2 separate regions of the Mus musculus genome follow, and region 2 is linked to region 1. Evidence: chromatin contacts called from public HiChIP or PLAC-seq data. All regions are on one chromosome and are shown on one strand. The core of a region is the stretch at or near the end of the contact, and the rest is flanking DNA. Distances in the headings are between cores, read along the strand shown.

Evidence for each region. HiChIP or PLAC-seq counts read pairs in DNA pulled down with a chosen protein or histone mark.
Region 2: a CTCF HiChIP or PLAC-seq map of the NIH/3T3 cell line shows a contact between it and region 1, with 5 read pairs. The contact joins two enhancer-like sites.

Annotation. Positions count from the first base shown.
Region 1 is chr4:119,782,835-119,789,700 of GRCm38.p6, forward strand. It overlaps a transcript of Hivep3 not described here. Among named protein-coding and RNA genes, the nearest start is that of Hivep3, 28 kb to the right of the region's middle. Within about 2 kb of position 4,102, at least 47 of the 459 cell types and tissues checked have an H3K27ac peak or open chromatin away from gene starts, as enhancers often do. A contact at or near this core is called in the NIH/3T3 cell line, where this site is marked.
Region 2 is chr4:120,364,832-120,371,697 of GRCm38.p6, forward strand. All of the region lies in intron 3 of Gm36574 (a long non-coding RNA gene), which reads right to left. Among named protein-coding and RNA genes, the nearest start is that of Gm36574, 29 kb to the right of the region's middle. Within about 2 kb of position 4,485, at least 88 of the 459 cell types and tissues checked have an H3K27ac peak or open chromatin away from gene starts, as enhancers often do. A contact at or near this core is called in the NIH/3T3 cell line, where this site is marked.

The DNA of each region.
Region 1 (6,866 bases), core at 2,852-5,351:
GTGGAGCCCAGGGAAGGTGACTGAGGTCACAAATGAGTGTGTGGGGAAGTAATGTCAAAAATAAATATGAACTGTGGAATAGCTGCCGTGAAATTTCCCCTTTCTTTGTGTGTATTTATACATATATGTGTGCACAGGCTTAGGTGTGTGTATGTCTCTGCATGTACAAGGGCACATGTGCATGTATGTCTATGTGTGTACACAGGCATGTGTGTATATGTATGTATGTATGTATATATGTGTATATATATGTGTGTGTGTGTACATGTCTGTGCATGTAGTGTCTGAATGTGCACACATATGTTTGTGAATGTATAGCTGTCTGTGTATGTATATATGTATGTTTCTGTGTATGCACACTTGCACACGTGTGTGTGCATTTTTGTATGACTATATGTGTATATGCATGCATGTGTGTATATGTGTGTGTTGCTGGAATTGTACTTTGGCATCATGAATCCTAGCTAGGCAAGTGATCTGCCACTGAGCTATCTTTCCAGTAATTTTTTTCTAATCAACTTATATTCAATTTTAAAAAGACAGCAAGTAGTGATTATTTTGTATGTGGTATGAATGCTTTTTAACCCACTGGCCCAGGAAAGGTAAGCCCTTTAAGCCAAACTAGATATGCCACAGTTTGAGATTGGGTTTGATTGAGGAAACTGGGCTCCGTTTCTGCTCTTTACAGCTCCTCACTTTGTCCTGAGTGTCCATGTTCATGGGTAGTTATTTATTGTCCTTTTCACTTGGACTGAAGTGTAGATTCCTGTAATACTGGCTTAAATGAATCTCTTGACACTTCTTTTTTTTTTTAAAAGAATCTCCTGCTTGACTGTGTCAATAAACACTTTATTGGTGGAAGTCCCTGATCTCTTATAAAATTAATTTTATACTTATAGAGCTACCAGTTCCAGCTCCTGCTTTCTGGTATTTTCCATCTGTGCATTGTTGCCTTTTCTGAGGTGGTCAGGAATTTGTCAACATTTTGTTCTAGGTGCTAGGTATGGAAAACCTGGAGCATCATTTGTTATAGACTCTCGGACTCTCAGAGACTCAAAAAGGGGAGCATATTTTCATCCTGCCTTTGAAACAAGGTCTCACTATGTAGCTCTAGCTGTCCTGGAAGTCACCGTGTAGACCAGGCTGGCCCTGAGGTCACAGAGATTCACCTCTCTTTGCCTCCCAAGTGCTGGGATTAAAGGCATGCACCAGTGTGCCCAGCACTGTTTTTCATGATTAATTGTCACAGCACCACCTGGATTAAAATGATGAACTATCTCATCTTTGGGAATAGATATTCCTGATTCCCCTATGTTGGTCATTGTCAGATACTGTGTAACAACAGCCTTACACAGTTATAGTCCTCTACAGTCCTGCAACTGCTCTCTGTTTCTTCCTCTACCTCCTCTTTTGTATCTCGCAAGCAGATTATCCAAGATTTAGCTGCCCTGGGCTGGGCTGGACCCAGATTGTGGGTTTTGTCCAGGTCTGCTACAACATCCCATCTTCCTGTGCTTGTGCATGGTAGTAGCCAGGCAATATTTTCTGCATGGTGATTATCTGTCATAGTTTCTGATGGTTAGAAAGTCAGGAAGGGACCCAATGAAGTGATCCCAACCCAGGATCTCTCCTGAAGCCACAGTCTAATGGTGGTTAGAGCTGGCACAGTGGGGAATGGGACAGATTTTTCTGTCTTCATGTTGTTTCAGGCTTTTCCATGTGGGCCAGTTGGAGTTTCCAAATAGGTTGGTGAATTGAGAATTGCCACACTGTGCACAAGGCAAGTTAGAACTCCTGCATAGCTGTTGCCAGAGACTTAAATGGAAGGCATCAAGGTGCTTGGTCTCACTGAAGACTGGTGCTAGATCAAAGACTGGCAGGTCAAACTTGTACCAGCAGCAGCTGCAGGAGCTGAGTTACCTAAGAAGGTGGAAACCTGCCATGGCCTCTTCCAGAACCCTGACTGCTCCATTCATGAACCCACTGCATCAGCACCATATGCCCAAGGACAGAGTTGATGGACAGCTGTCCAGTTTTTATGTGGTTATTCATTCTTCCTCCACAGTTAGAGTCCATTAGTAGGGACATGTGCACAATATTGAGGCCCTCAGACTTTGGGCCCAAAGGCCTGAAATACAACTCTTTGCAGACTTGCTTGTGCCAAAGCCACCAGACAAGCCTTTTTCCACTGCCCACGAATCTGTAGTAATAACCTTGCTATGGGCCACTTTCCACATACAGTGAGGATCATGCATGATACTGGCTGTCCATTTTCAGTTCACACCCACCCAGCCAGCTGACATATCTGCACACCTATTCTGAGGCATTCCCCTCCTTTATCAGTTGAGCATGGGAAATTCCCCAGTGAGGTCACAGTTGTGATCTGAGTAAGAAGGGTTGCTGTAACATCAGGGAGCGGCATGGTAGAGTAGACCTTGGCTGCCTTTTCTTTCCAATCATGTCTTCAGCCCTGAAGGCTTCACTTGTGGGAAGCCTGGAGTGTACAGCTTTTGCTTTACGATGGCTTGTTGTGGACCCCCCAGCATTATGATTTTGTGGGTGCACTTAGCTCCGCATTTGCAGCTCTGCTTCAAGTGTTTGGCCCCTAGTAGATCAAGTCTACTCTAGTGTCGTTGATATGTTCTCAACCTGTGTATCATGATCCCTTTGTGGGGGTATTAAATGACCCTTTCATAAGGGTTGACTTGGACCATTAGAAAGCACAGATATTTATATTATACTTCATCACATTAGGAAAGTTATAATTATGAAGTAACAAAAATAATTTTATGGTTGGGGGTCACTGCTACATGAGGGACTGTTTTAAAGGGTTACAGCATTAGGAAGGTTGAGAGCCTGCTCTAGTGGTTGATACCTATATCCATGAATATATGGGCAATACAAACTGGCCTTGGTGGGTTTTACAGAGGGGCCATGTCATAGGAAAGAGGTAGCAAAGTAGAACTGGGAGGAGTTGGGGGAAAGAGTTGTGGGGAGGGTAAAAAATACTCCCATAACTAACAAAAATATTACATTAAAAGTTTTGTAGTTCTGTCCATTTAGTCACATGCTATCCCATGGCCAGAGTCCACAAGGTGGCCCAGAAGCCACCAGAAGCTCTTTTAGTGATTTGTTATTCTGTGCCGAAGAACCTACAGGCCTTGCTCCAGAGCCCTAGGGGTATGCCTTGAAATTCTCCACGTGGACTATCTCCAGCCACTGCCCCCCAACACCTTTAGCCAGCACAGCCTTTGCTCATGCAGTTGCCTTTGCCTCAGGTTGTTCCTGGCCATGCAGAGAAATGGCAGGGTCTGGACCCTCTGCAGGGTCAGCCTGCTCTGAGTCCCCCTCAAAGCAGGAGTCATTTATGCTGCCCTTTTTATTAACAAATGATATGATCAGAAAGTTTAAGTCACTTTCAAGGTCTCAGGGCAGGTAACTGGTGGCTGGGAGTCCCTCTGTGCCACTTCTGCTGCTCTGTGCTACTTCTGCTGCTCTGTGCTGCCCCTCCACAGCCAGCTAAATCCAGTTCTGCAATCTCAATGAGTAAAGAAGAGTCACCTGTAGTAGATTGCATGTGGGGGAATTAGCTCGCCCTGGCAATGCCAGATGTAGATCAGTTTGTCTTTTTAAAATAGGCTGTGACTCAGGTACCTGAATTGCTCAAGGACAGGCATTGGCACCATGTCCTGCCCTGACTCAGTGAGTGATTCAGACTGCGAACTGGCTAAACTGGGGAGGATTGTCTGGATGGTAAATAACCTTTTAGGTATCTTATCCCTTGGCTAAGAATAGACTTGGACCACAAACAAAACCTTCTGGACTCTTCTTCCTCCTCTACCACCTCCTCCTCTTCCTCCTCCTCCTCCTCCTCCTCCTCCTCCTCCTCCTCCTCCTCCTCCTCCTCCCCCCCCCGCCTCCTCCTCCTTTTCCTCCTCCAGTGCTTCAAGTCTTTGCTCTGTGTCCAGTCTAGACAATGGGCTTCATTGCAGTGTGAACTTTTCTTCCTTCTGTCCAGTATGTCCTTGGCGCACAGAGCTCTTCCAGATGCCTCTGGATTAACTGGAAGGCTAAGGAGGAGGTTGGCTCAGAGAGGTCTATTCACATGCCTAAGCTATTTATGTGGGAACCAAGATCTGACCCTAAGTGGTTTGGCTCTGCTACATCAGACTGGACCATGCTAAATATGTTTTATGTTTATTGACAATGATTAATGAGAAACTCATACCTCCTTGTTTAGCAGTGTCTTAGGGAACTAAAAACTGCCTAGAGATTGGATCAGTATTAATATTGTAATGATTGTGCTTTTTTATTCTACTTCATTTGGTAAAATGAACATCTAATTGTTGACATAAAGATCATTCTGGCCAGCCTTTGTTTTTGTGGCCTTACAGTGCTTCTTTTAGCCTTTGTGTATAGGCTTTCAGACTGGTGGGAGGTAGGTTTCAGGAAGTATGGCAAAATATAACAATATTACTGAGTCGAGAGGAAAAAAATCAGTTGTCTATGGTAAAATAGTTCATTTCATATATTTGTATCACTTCCAAATGTGTATTTATGGATACTTATTTTACAAAACAGGCATATAGTTTGATTAAAATAAAAAATAAATAAATTTATTCTCCCAAAGACCTTTTAGACACAAGCAATTTTCTCCCCATCTGCTCTGAACATAGAGGAATGAGTAGGAAGAATTTATGTAGAATCACAAGAAACCAAAGTTGGAGAACCTTCCAGTTGCTTCTCTTTAGCCTCAGTAATTTATTTCTAAGCTGGTCCAAACCCATACATACTTGTCTCAGTTACTTTTCTATTGCTGTGAGCAGACACCATGACCAAGGCAACTTATAAAAGGATTTGCTAACAATTTCAGAGGATAAGTCCATGGCCATCATGGTGGGGAGCATGGCAGCAAGCAGGCAGGCATGGTACTGGAGCCATAGCTGAAAGCTTACATCTGATTCATAAGCAGGAGGCAGGGTGGAAGAGGGAGACAGAGACAGAGACACAGATAGACAGACAGACAGACCTGAGCTTCAAGGCTTACCTTCAGTGACACACCTCCCCCAACAAGGCTGTTGGAGGATCCTTCCTAAACAGTCCACCAACTGGGTAACCAAACATTGAAATGTATGAGGCCCTGGGAGGGGGGCATTCTCATTTAAACCACCAAAATACTTAAACAAAATTTAAAAGTGAATTTCAGATTCCATGTGTAAATTAAAGGTCCATGGGCTCATATCTCCTTTCTTATTTAGAAACATTTTGATTTGCATGTATATACATCTATGTATGTATGTATGTATGTATGTATGTATGTATGTATCTATCTATCTATCTATCTATCTATCTATCTATCTATCTATCTATCTATCTGTGTATGGGTTTGTGCACATGTGTATAGGTGCCCTCAGTGGCCAGAAGGTGTCATCAGAGCCCCTGGAGCTAGAGTAGCAGGTGGCTGTGGTCCTCCCAATGCTGGTGCTAGCAACTGAACTCCACTGAACTGAACTGAACTTGTGCAAGAATATTGAGTATTTTGGACCACAGAGCCATCCCCAGCTCCTCAGATGTCCTTTATTTTCATTAGTGGAAATAGTTTGGGGTCATTTCTTTTTCTCTCTGTTGCTAAAATGGTTGCTTTTGCATTCTTATGGGAGGGCTGGGAGGCCTTAGCCACCCCCTAGCCCCCCCCCCCAGCCCCCCTGCCCTTCAGGAATCATAACTCTTTGGCATATTAGTCAGGCTTCTGTATCACTGTCACCAAATTACCTGAAAGAACAATTTCAAGGGAAAAGGGTTGACTAACAGCCACAGGTTCAGAGGGCTTGGCACATGGGTGCTTGACCCCATGCAGAGCATCGTGGTATTGGGTGCACGTGGAGGAGGGGCTTCTTCCCCTCATTGCAACAGGAAGGGCCACAGGGATGTCACTCCTAAATACTCTCTCCCAGTGACATACTTCCTCAGCAAAGTTCCGCCCCTTAGCATTTCTAGAACCTCCCCAAATAATACCACTCCCCCCCCCCCAGGGGCCTAGGCTCCAGCGCATGAGCTGGAAGGGACATTTCATATTCACACCATACCATATGGGGACAAGACAGTGAGTCATGCTGTTTGGATCATCTGATATTTGCGATTATTTTGTAGGACTGTTCTATTGGCATGCTTCATCAGGGCAAAAATCCTGGGATGGATTCATAGGCAGAATGCACTTTCTGTGGCCGCTGTTTCCGAAAACAGTGTTAGGTTAGCCTGAGTTTCTTCTAAGAATTTACAGTCTCCTGGACCATTGCATTACTGATCCCGAGGGACACAAAATAGACAGTGGGTCTCAGGTGGGCATGGGGACCATGTCATCTGCCACAGCCCTGTCTCCTTTCTCTAAAGGCAGTATAACAGGCTTCCATAGTCTTTTATAGCTAGGCTTCAGCAGGTACAAAATATTCTGATTTGGGGATAAAGGGCAGAAGCCCAGTGGGTGCTTCTGCTGTTCACCTTCTCCTGTCTGTGACCATTTCCCACAGGACCCGTGAGTAAACCGGGAAGTAATTGGCAGTTGAGTCTGGTGGTGCTAGCAACTGGGTGGTAATGACTCCCCTGGTGAAATCTGCTTTCACTGTTGCTCAGCTTCTGTGGGAAGGGACTCCTGGCTACTGCTCTGTCTCATTTAAGAGCGGGAAAAAAGGCCCAGAAGACCCATCTCTTTTGACTATAGAAGGCGTCCAGAATTGTTCTTCAGTTTCCATATCTTCCTCCACAATACATGAAGTCTCGGAGGCCCTCCTCTAACCAGACTAACTCTTGAGTCATCCCCGAGTCCCCCAGCTCACACAGTGATTGTATTCCTCTGTCCATTTGCAACT
Region 2 (6,866 bases), core at 3,235-5,734, 580 kb after region 1:
GGGCTCAGGCTGGGAAGCAGGGCTGCTATGTTGCCATGGAAACAGAGGGTTCCTCTCTCCCTCACAGCAGGAATCACGGTGATTGGGGGGTGGGGGGTGGAGGAGGACGTTTCCCTGGCAGCACCAAGGGTTGGGGGTAGGAGGGGCTGGTCACTCCTCTCCCTCCCCTGTCCCTCTCCTTCTCTTTCAACCCCACAGGTGAGATCAGCAGGTTTGTGGTGGTGCTGCTGGTATGGACTGGGGAAGTAGGGAGGCAAAAATCGGTGGAGGTAGGATGGGGAGTCAGGAGAGTCAGAACTGCGGAAGGTCCCTTCTCATAGATATTCCATGCATCAGGGGCATGTATGTACTCCAGGTGCTACCCAGACACTATTAGAAGACAGGTCTCCTTCACTGTCACTTAGAGTCACAGTCAGCCTCACACACAAGCCCAGACAAGACACATGTGCTTATGAACTTCACACACACACACACACACACTTACACACACATGCATGCACTTTCATGTGTGCATGCACATGCATGCATATACCATATACTCACATGCACTCATGCACTGGGATGTTGAAACGCTGGCAGTTTTCATACTCATTCATACACTGACACACCCACCCCCAGCCACCTCCACACACACACCCGCATGCACCTGCTACCTGATGCACACATGTGATTCCACAGTCACGTTCACATGCAAACAGGCACAAGCACACTCCCTGTGTCTTTGTGAATGACTGTCAGTCTCTGAAAGCACTCTTTCTCCCTCCTCCTATCTCCTCCTACTCCCTCACTCTCGTCTCTCCCCTCAGTCCTCAGCCTGTCCTTGTCTGGAGTCCTGCCCTCTGGGCTGAGCCCTAGAAGGAGAGGCTGTCATTTCCAAGAGGGCAGATTATCGGGCACAGACAGCATTCGGCCTTGAGGAAGGGCTAAGGTTGGAGATTTTAATGCACCCCCTCTTCCAGATGATTTACTGTCAGATCCTATGCTGGATTTAACAGCAACAAAACTTACCCCCTCTTCAAACAAAACCCTCCTACATGCTTGCCACAGTGAATATCCAAACAACTCTGTCTAATCCTAAGCAGCAACTGAATAGCTGTTTTCCTGAGAGTTTGAGCACTAACTAGGTATTATGCTGAGTAGCTGTTTACTGAGGGTTTGAGCACTTACTAGGTGCTATGCTGGGTAGCTGTTTACCGAGGGTTTGAGCACTAGGTACTGTGCTGAGTAGCTGTTTACTGAGGGTTTGAACACTGGGTGCTGTACTGGGTCCTCCATCCCACCCATTTCCTCTGTCAACCTCCCACCAGGAAGATCAGATCTGTTCCACAGAAAAGGAAATCAGACCTTGTACAGTGCTTATGACCTCCAAGTGACAAAGCTGGGTCTCAAAGTGAGGTCTAACAATTTTCACAGTCAATGCTGCACCCAGAGACATCCTCTGTATTAGCAGGTGCTGGAAAAGACACCTGCCAATCAAAGCTAGCTACTGGCCATTATTCCCCCTAAAAATCCTTGGGTCATTCTCTGCCTTCCACCTGAGGACCTTTGCAAATTGTCTTTGGGTCTCTAGCACTTCTGTTTCCAAATTACCTACCCGCTCATCCTTCCAAGTCCCCTGCTACAAATTAAGTCTGTTAAAGGAATTATTCTGGTTCTGTCTGTCTCTTGCTCACTTCAGCCAGGCCTAGGTATCAAGTGTTTGCTACAAACACAATGGCTCATCAAGGTGTTATGTTAGGCATACTTAGAAAAGAGGAATTCCTTTCTTAGATATCATTGGTTTCCTCTCTCCACTTTATGCTAAAAGTAGATCCTTCTACATTTTGGAAGGTAAAATATTCTCTTTTGAGACAATATTTCATGTAGCCCAGGCTGGCTTCAAACTTGCTACACAGCCAAAGATGACCTTGAGCTTTTGATTCTTCAACTCCCAGCTCCAAAGTGCTAGGATTATAGATATGCATCACCAGGCCTAGCTGGGGATTGAACCCAAGTCTTATCGAATGATAAGCAAGCACGCCACCAATTGAGCTACATACCCAGTCCACAAAATGTTCTTTTTAGTAAACTTGAGAAAAAAAATCTCAAATTACTGATTCTCTGGTTTCACTGCATGTCACTCCCCATTTCTCAGTAAGAAGGTCTGGGAACCTCTGGTTACTGATGCAGCTCACCCATGGCTCTCCACCTGTGCATCGTCACCCCCACAGAGGTCACTATCAGATAGTCTACATATCAGATATCTGCACCACTAGTCACAACACTAGCAAAATTACAGTTATGACGTAACAACTACATAATTTTATGGTTGTGGGTCACCACAACATGAACTGAATTAAAGAGTTGCAATGGAAGGAAGGTTGGGAACCACTGACCTAATCTTTAACCCCTCACTGCTACAAGATGAAGAAATGAATGCAAGACAAACCTAACTTGTCAAAGAAGTAGCTTTCTCTATGGACTGCCTAGACTTTGGGATCAAAGATTTGCTTCAAAGCCAACCAAGGTACTATGTGATCACACGTAAGCAAGTCCCTGGGTTTGTGTGAGCCTCAGTTTCCCCACTTGACTGTTACCTAATCTGAGAATGGAATCAGACATAAATTTGATTATAATTTAGAATCTGTGAAGAGTGAGTTGCCACAATCAGTTAGCTATCTTGGCCCACGCCCTGTTATGCCTCCCTGGCTCTTGTGTTCTACAGGGACAAGAGTGGTCTATGGAACACTCACAGTTGCACAATGTGGTCCTCTGAGACTCATCTTCAGAGAGCACAGAAGTTCATCTGTGGTTGACAGCAAGCTATGAGTTACTCTACAGAGAGGACAGTAGAGTAGCTAGCACATGGCTGACTGAAGAGAAGCGGCTACTCTTTCCTTTCCCCTCACATCTTTTTCCTCTAGCACTGTTCTCTGAATTTCTTCAGTGGCAACTGTTTCCTTCCTTAGGGTTTGATTTTGGAAGAATCCCAAGGTCAGAGGGTCAGAGGGTTAGCAATGGAACCAAAGAGGGACACCTGCAGGGACACAGAGGGGAGGGCTTCTTTCCTGTTGGCCCATGCAAGCCTTACATGGCTTCCTCTGCAGAGGTAGGTTTGCATCTCCCTAAATAGGTGGTCATTGTGGAAGTTCAGAGAGGAGGACTCTGGCTTCTGCGGCAGCCTGTCATCTGTGCCAAGCCAGATGTCATAAACAGGATGACACAGCACCTATTCCACACCCCCATCCCTCTTAAGTGAGTGAAGCAGAGCCCTGCCTGCCTTCTGCTGCTTGCTGATGGACATAGGGGAGTTTCAAGGACAACTCAGAAGGTTCAAACTAGACAGTGACCTTGGCAGTATCTAGCCCAACTCCCTCCTTCCGCACTCTCCCTTATCTATAAGGAGAAGAAAGCCAGAGGGAGCAAGCACCACCCAAAGTCTCCTGACCCTCACCCCGTGTCCTAAAACTGCCCTGAGACACAGCTCTGCCTAAGAGGAGCTAACAACTCCTCTCCTAGGATTTCCTGAGAATAGCTACAGCTGTGAAGGAAAGAGAGTAAGCCTAAGAAGAGATGTAGGGTGGAGGGAAGGCTGCCAGCTAAGAGAAATGGACAAATCAAGGGATGCTACCCCACACTTTGAGCTCAAGGCCCTCCCTGCTATGGAGCCCTTCCTCAGCAGAGGCCAGCTAGACAGCCACTGTGTCTTTGGCTCCCCAGGTGACCAGGCAAGCACATCTGTCTTCAGCATCTTCATCTATGAGCGAGAATAAGTACTGTCTCATATCTATCCCAAGACATTCACCTTGCCTGTAAGGGCTATAGCCCACAGCAGAACCTGATAGCCATAGTGACAGAGGTGCTCTGTGCCACCAACTCCCTCAGGGCCCAGGGCAGGTGCAGAAAGGGTCTCTAGCTTAGGGTTTTTGCCTCAGTCTCCCATTAGATCCACTCTCTGGATCATCTTTGCCCCTCCATTTCCCCCAAATCTTCTAGCCTCCTTTAGCAGTTGCTCATGGGAGACTGAGCCTAGGAAGGTGCGCCACCTAGGGGCCCTTGGCTTCCACTGTAGCATGAAGGTACAAGGAAGGAAGTAGCAGGCAGGGTTGGCTCCATCTGACTTCTGGGCAGTTAAGAAAATTCAAAACGGGGAAAGTGGAAAATCAGACAGCAACAACACGACATAATCCAGACCAGATCTCAGGCCTTCTGATCTAGCAAGCTCTTCTTTTTGTCTCCGTGTTCCAAGGACATCTGGGTAGAGGGACATTCACCCATTAAAGTAAGAGTAAACGATACTCTTTGGTGGCACAGAAGTCCTTTTAAATCACTGGGAAATGTTCTCTGCTTGTTTCCATGAAGATTTGGAGTGGACTGGAGTAAGCTGTGGGTGGGAAAGGCCTGATGGAAACCGCAGGGGACAAACCAGGGCCTGGCTTCATCAAGGACTTGGCTGTGTGACTCCAGTTGCTGACCAGGAGAAAGTTCCAGAAAAGTAGCAAAGTGGGATCAACTTCCTTCTGTGTTCTGAATAAAATTTGAAAGCAAGCATGTGACTCACTTTCAAGCAACCACTGGGGCCATCTGCCCCTCCCCCACCAGTCTAGGACAAGAGCCAAAGTTCTTGCCTCCCTCCCTCCCCTTCCCTCCTCTCCCCTCCCTGACCTTTATCTTTCCCACCCCCATCCTCCCTTCCCACCCACTGTCCCTCATCTATACCCCCAACTGCTACCGGCCACCTCACCACTCTTCTGGACCCTAGGGGTAGTTTTTGCTTTGGCCTCTGCCTGCAGTACCTTCTGTGCAACCCTCCCTCCGATTGCCTTCAGGGTTTTAATTAAATGTCACCTTCTGGAGAGAGGTCTTCCCTACCTGAAGCTCAGCACCTGCCCGGCTTTCTCAGCCTTAGCATTGTTCTGAATGTACTTTTGTCTCCGTCCTGCCTGCATTCAGTCTGCCCGTTGCTGAGTTCTGAGCACAGAGTAACTCTCATTAAGTGTGTGGATGACTATTCAAGTAGTCATTCTAAAAAGAAAGTAAAAACAGAACGCTGACCTACCCCACAGACTGCCCTTGGAAACTCAGAAAACAGTTAACATGCAAATGCTTCATTTGAGAAACCCCTGCCTTTGAGCATTCACTGGTCCCTTGGGCACTAGGAGACAAGGGAAGGCATGGCAGTGCCCCTCACCCCTGTAGATAATGAAGTGGAAGCATCGCCCGCAGGCTCAAGGGCTGGAGGGGGGCCCACAGCTGGTCCGGGTATTGCTAAGAGCCCAGTCTGTAGGCTCAGCCGCTGCAGAGCCATCTCCTTCCCACGCTGCAGCTTCTGTGGAGTGGGGGACCTGGAAGCACTTACGCCAAAGCACTCTGCTGAAGTATTGTTCTTCGCATAAGCACAGCACTTAAGTGGCCACCCAGTCGGCTTTCAGAGGGCCATCTCAGGGGACAGACAGAGCCTTTCCTAACATGCGTGAAAGCTTATTAGGCACCAACTCTATGGCAGGCTAAGAGACCAGTCCGGGGCTGAGGAGACCAGCTGCTCAAAGCACCAGGGCTGGCTTCCCAGAGCAGAATCTGTCCTCCTGGGGGAGCTGAGGGCAGTGGGTGGACTTGGAGAGAAGTGGGGAGGTGTGGGCAGGGCAGCACTTGGGCCAGGTATAGAGAGTCTAGGACTGAATCCCAGCTTCTCAGGCAAGTGAACTCTATCTCCACTGGCCAATTTTGAGGGGCTAATTTTACCCTTCTCACGCACTGTCCTCTATGGACTAGTCTCTGATGCAGCTCCCAGCAAACTATGTTAGCATGTGTGCCCCAGGGGAGTTTTGCTTCCAGGGGACATTTGGCAATGTCTGGAGACAGCTTTGGTTGCCACCTCTGGAGGATGTGACTATCCAGAGATAGCAAATGCCAGAGATGCTAAACATCTCTTATGCTGCACAGCATCCCTCAAGGATTACCTCGCCTGAAATGTCAGTTGTGACAAAGTAGAAAAGCCCACCAGACCAAGTCCTAGAGAAGCAGGATATGTGCACATGCTGGAGTCTCCTTTACACACACACAGCGCCCAGGGTGTTGCCTGGAATTATATCCTTGAGTGCTTACTGATGGATGTGGACCAAAGCAGAAAGCCTCAGGGTCCACCTTGCTCTGGGCCTGTGATTTAAAACCCTCTGGTTTTATCCATCAGAGCGCACAGAACCTTCTCATTGACAGGCTGACAGATCTGGGGTTGGAGGTCAGAAGTGTCCTCAGGAAAGGAGGACTCAGGTCCTGCTTGTATGTGTTTCCATTTCTCCCTGAAGTTTCCAGCCCCTGCTATGCCTTTATACACCCCCTCTCAGATGTCTTGGAATTGGCCTGACATAACTGTGAGCTTAGTTCTCCACACACACCCTCTTTGAAGAGCCTTAGTGAGTCACTTTATTCTCCCTTCTCATCTGTAAACTGGCGCCATGATACCTGACCTGCCCCAAAAGCTTGTGAGCCCACACTGAGGGCTGGACTGGCATGGACAAGACTCTATCCTAAGCAGGACAAGTTGGGTACTTCAGGTTGGAGAGTTCTGATTGCAAGGGCCTGGCTAGACGGAGCAGCTTATGGGGCAACTCTGATTACCACGACCTGGTCAGGCCAGAACCACTAAAGATACCCCAGACACAGGGCCCAACCAAGTCAGCAGCAGGTAACCCTGATCTAAGACCCAGGCAGATGCTCAAGGTCTCTGAGTGGGGCAGCACTTGGCATATTCACTCACTCTTCTTCCTGTTGTGAACACTTGTGGCACATGTCATATTCACTGTTGTCCCCAGCAGAGCCCGACCAGATCTGCATCCTGTCCTAATGTCCTCACAGTCTTACTTGACACTTGGGCCAGCCCCTCTTGG